Regions from separate parts of the Gossypium arboreum genome. Here region 2 is linked to region 1. A link is a contact called in public Hi-C data. All regions are on one chromosome and are shown on one strand. The core of a region is the stretch at or near the end of the contact, and the rest is flanking DNA. Distances in the headings are between cores, read along the strand shown.

Region 1 (2,700 bases), core at 93-2,592:
GAGGAGTGCCCACTCCCTTGCCCACAAAATTTATATAGAGACAATTTTCATATTTAAGGTATCGGCAATTTATTGGACTAATTATTTGAGCTATGTTGATTATATCACTTGGGAAATCATGTATTGATAATTGAATTAAATTAGATTACCTTTATCTGTCGATTGAGTCTTAGTTCAATTAGCATGGACTTTGTTGCCAATGTAAGAGGACGTGAATTCGAATGTGCTAAAGTAACTTTAAATCCTAACTCCATAGTAGAATGAAAAACAAAATCACTATACTCTAACCGTCCACAAAAGAAACAAAACAGAGTCAATTGTTCATATTTAAAACTGAGATAAGAGCAAATTCTTCCTTATATTTGAACCATCATACTCTAAAAATTTTCTAAGAAAATCTCCAATTTTCCTTGCCAATACTTCAGAGAAAAACCCCGGGGGTACTTCATGAATTTGTACCCAAAAATTATCCCTCAAATGGTGCAACATCAACAGATGATTATTAAAAGTCCACAGGGACCCCTTAAGTACCCTCTCCAGATCCATTTTATAGTAAAATCTAAACAAAAATCTTTTCTCCGCTAGATCCAAGATTTGAACCCTTTTTACCAGATGCCAGAAATTTGTCATTATAATCTTCATTGCTGGAAAGTGTATAACGCTTGTTGTTAAAAAACACTCCGCTAAACAAAATTCAACTTCCTCTATACTCGAATCAAGCTCCTTTTGAATATGTATAATTTCCTCTTCCTCATCATCCAAAGACAACGCAGCTAAATCTCTTTCCATTGAAATATATCTACCTCTAAACTAGCGAATCGGCGAAGATAATAAAATTAGAACCCCTGATACAAATAGTGCCGTCAAGATCCTTCAAGAGAACCATAAAACTAACATAAACCTACAAGCAAGAACCTGCCAACGACGATAGACAGAAACATGCTAAAAAGCAGACTTATTGTATATTATTTTTAGATACACATTAATTTCTATATTTATGGCACTATTTCTAATACATTTTAAATATTTTAAATAAATATAATAGTTAAAAATAAAAGAGTGCTAAAGTGAATTTATAACAACAGATAAAAAAACTCATCTATAATATATTCACCTACAAAGTTTGATGTTAAAATACCCTAAACTTGAGTCTAAAGTAAGTATACCAAAGCTTCCTGCACATCCATCTTATATATTTTAGAAATGAGCAAAACATGTTCGTTATTCTTCCAAGAAGATTCAAATTCTTTTTTATTTTAAATTTCCAATACTGTCCTTAGAGAATCTCAGTATATCAAATATTAATAAGCTCACATATTCTTTTCGTTACCCGTCCCTACCCCCGAATTTCTCAATGGAATAGCCGTTACCATCCCACCACCAAAAGCATAAAATCGAAACAAAAAACTTTAAAACCACTTTCCACGCTCCTTGTGAGGTGGTTACACGCACGCGTCAACCACTTCGCCTGAATTTCCCTCCCACGCTCTCACCAAGCGCTTAAACCTAACTTCCCACTAAAGACAAAAACAAATTTCGCCGGGAAAAATGACGTGAGTTATCAAGACAAGGAAGGGAAGAAGGATGTGCGTAGGTTAAGAGGGAGGGGTGCGTAGGATAAGAAGCCACCTGGTGCGCACATTAGCGATAGTGGAAAGATGGGCAATTCTTTAATAATTAATAAATTTGTTTTTTTTAATATAATGTAAAAATTGTTAATGGTATTGCTGTCGACTCAGTATATTGTGTAAGATCACGATAACACAGACAAATGCAAAGTGATAATTAGAAAAAGAAATTTATACGGAAGAATACAAAATATTATTAGTAGAAAAAAAAGAATATTTTAAAAAGAAAATATAAAAGATTGGTGGAACAGTTTGAATGGGGTGTATTAAGGTGTGGTGCTCTCTGTAGGATTGATGTTAGGAGTGATGAGACAGAGGGCGATTTCAGATACAAGAAGGAGCCATTGCCTGTTTAATTTCAACTCTTTTTTTTTTTTTTTTGTGCTGTTTTTGGACCTATAATTTTAGCGGGAAACCCTTTCTAACGACCCTTCAAACGAGAAGGTTGGTTTTTCCGTTTTCTTCTTCTTCTCTCTTTTTTGAAAAATTTTGGTGGGTGTTTGGTTTCCGGGAGAGTTGGGGGAGAAAAATAACACAAAAATATAACATTCAAAAACTGGTTAAGTTGTTTAAACACAGGGTGTTTTCAAGTATTGTGTTTTTCCTTTGAATTAAACTTTTTTTCGGTTTAATTGGAGTTTTCTCTGTTATTTTTGTTTTTATGTAAGATGTAAATTAAGAGAAGTATTGAAATTTTTTGGGGTTAAGGAAATGGATTTTTATTCATTTACTTTTTTGGCTAATTTCATTGGTTCTGGGTTTAGCATTTAATTGTTAGCTATGCATCTTTTATTTCTCTTTTCTCTATCTTGGATGATTTTTTTTTTGTGGAACTTTTGTTCAGAGGTGAAAAAATAGATGGGATAAATATTGATTATTAATCATGTTTCCTTTCAGATTTGATTTTCGGGGTTTGCTTCTTTTTTCTTTTTTCTTTTTTCCATTTTGAATGACTCAAATAGAAGCTCTCAATTCTTCCTTATCCATATTCATATGCTTATGCATAATTTGATTTAAATGTTTTGGGTTTTCTTTGAATTCTTCTTTGTTTTATTCAACCTGTTGCGATTTT
Region 2 (2,700 bases), core at 32-2,531, 420 kb before region 1:
ATTTTAAAAATGTTTTGAAATTAATTTTTATTATTTATTTGTACCAAAAATTAATTTTAAAATTAATTTTAAATTTAAATACATTTTATTACTTATTTTGAATTTTTGAATTATGAATTGTTATAGAATTATAGGGATGATCTTATTGTTTAATTTATGGAATAATTTATATTTTATATAATTGATGAGTATCTTATTTTATATTTTTGGTATTTTAAAATTTACATAATATTTTATATTTATTTAATCTTATTATTTAATTTTGTAACTATTTATATATATATATATATATCGAATGTTTTTAAAAATAGTAATAAATCTGAAATGGTATATTGAAATAAATTGGAAACGATATGTTTTAATATTAGTAAAAAAACGATATATCCACTAATACGATACTAACTACGTTAATAAACGACCCTTCAAGTTACTTGGTTGATGAATTTAATGCATGGGTTAATGAAAATTATTTGTTTGATGTGGATACTATGGAGGTGATTTTACTTGGTGAGATATTCATTCTAAGGATCAAAATATTTGGGAAAATCATGATAGGGTCCTCATGAATATGGAGTGGAGTAGGCTCTTCCCTAATAGCTTTGGGTTTCTTTCTTTAAAAGGCCTAAGAAAAAGGGAAAAGATGTTCTGAAGCTAAGTGCCAATATGATGAAACAAGTTTTGTGAGAACAAATGGGTACCTCTTTCCTAGTTGAAATGCCCAATAAGAACATGTGATACAACATGAGTGATTTTAGATGTAGTTATCCTTAAATTTTTTTTATTATACAGAGATTAAATTCATCCCAACCTACCAAACAGTTCTTTTTAGAAGGGAGGGATGTTCATAGAGTTTGATCCTAAATGTGAGTGCCACCACCTAATATTATAACCACAAGCCACAACAATTAAGTTGTCGGCAGATATGAAATAGATCGAATCATTGTTTATTGAACATTTAGACAAAAAAGAATTTAGATAAATAAATAGCACATGAATCCGAGTTAGAACAAAAGATCAAATGATCATAAACAGAAATTCTGCTTCTTAACGATTACCAGGGTTTACAAATGAAAAGATTTAAAAAATAATAATTTACAGCTCTTTAGAAGCAATGATTATGAAAAGAAGAAAAGCAAGAAAGAAGTAGAAAATGTATCAAGCAGAAAAGGCCCCATTGAAAGCTGCAACACCAATCGGGGATTTCGGCTCAAAACCCAATTTGAAAACCTCAAGTCTTGGATGCCCAATTTTGGTCTTCAGCTTCAAAGCTAACACTCCTACACAAGAACACAACTCTTGTTGCTTTTCAACCCCGACTTTGTTTCTTGAAATCCTCACCCTCCTTTCATATTCCTCAGCAACAAGCATAGCAATATCAGCCATCTCTTTTAATCTCTGATCTAATATTTCAAAACTGTTAAGGAAAAAGTTATTGATGGGCTGACTTTGATTTTCCTCGGGGAAGTATTTATAACGAGGAATGGATAAGGCTGATAGGTGGGGGCTGAGTTTTGATGTTTAAATATTTATATTTTAATGTGGAACTCGAGGCTCCTTTGGTATTGGTGGTTTTGGGATTTGGTTTGATACGTATATTTTTTTAGGGAAGAAAACAATTACTGGCCTGAAAGCTGAAAAGAAAAACCTGGATAACTGTGAAAATGGGTATTAAAGCAATGGCCAACCTGCTTCTATGCCATTTTCAGGGGTTTATTTGGTTTTTCAGTGGCCCACCTAATGACAGGTACAACGAATTTTAACCATTGTGAAACATGCAGGCAGGGATTTTTTTTCCTGTTTTCTTTATTCTTAAAAAAAAAAATGGCGGGTTTCTTTCTTCTTTATAAAGGTTAAAATGTTCTAGCTATATTCTGAGAAAATTTAAGATTTAGTTTATGTATTTAAAAGTTAAAAATTAAGTTTTATTTTAATATTTAAAATCTCAATTTAATGAATAAAATTATAAAAAAATTATTAAAATTTATCAACTTAAAATTTTAATTATATTATCTTCATGTAACGTCATATATGACTGACAAAAAATAAATATGATAAAATGACAACTTTTAGCAACAATAATAATTAAATTAAAATTTTACATTAAAAAATCATTTTAACTTTAAAATTATAGAGATTTAATCTCAAAATCTATAAATTAACAGGAATTAACAACACATTTTAACCCTTTATAAAATATGTACATAAACAAATCTAATCGTGGAGCTATTCACCTAATTTAATAAGCTCAATCAAGTATGGATCCAACTCAGATAAAATATTTTTAGTCTGAGTAGTAAAATCAAATTTTACTTAAATTATCAAAATGTAATTGCATTGAGTATAATGGTAAAAATATTATATTTTTAAAATATATAATTTTGTATTTAAAAATAATTTTATTGAGAAAACAATCACAAAACCTTAATTTAAATAGTAAAATAAATTATAAAAATATTTCTAAATAGGTAAATGAATTATTTAGATTGAAATTATTTTGAACAACGACTCGGTTCATGAAAACAAATACTAAAATTAAAAATGTAATATGAATTAATCAAATTAACTGTTTTAACATTGGACCGCGGCTGTCCACCAAAAGTTCCAATATAATAGAGTAAATTTTGTCGTATATAATTTACAAACTTTCACATGTATACTCATGAAAATATTCCGTGTAACACATTAACAAAGAAAATTCAA

Evidence for each region. A called contact is a pair of places that touch in the nucleus more often than the background predicts.
Region 2: a Hi-C map of leaf shows a contact between it and region 1, with 2.0 times the contacts expected there. The contact joins the enhancer-like site here to the promoter of LOC108460956 in region 1. A contact is called at or near these places in 3 of 5 Hi-C or Micro-C datasets (all in leaf).

Annotation. Positions count from the first base shown.
Region 1 is chr12:77,279,625-77,282,324 of ASM2569848v2, reverse strand. LOC108460956 (transcription factor TGA1-like) reads left to right here and starts at 1,342. Exons shown (of 9, transcript XM_053023230.1): 1 at 1,342-2,539.
Region 2 is chr12:77,703,537-77,706,236 of ASM2569848v2, reverse strand. No RefSeq gene overlaps it. Among protein-coding and RNA genes, the nearest start is that of LOC128285260, 88 kb to the left of the region's middle. Within about 2 kb of position 1,281, at least 2 of the 2 cell types and tissues checked have an H3K27ac peak or open chromatin away from gene starts, as enhancers often do. A contact at or near this core is called in leaf, where this site is marked.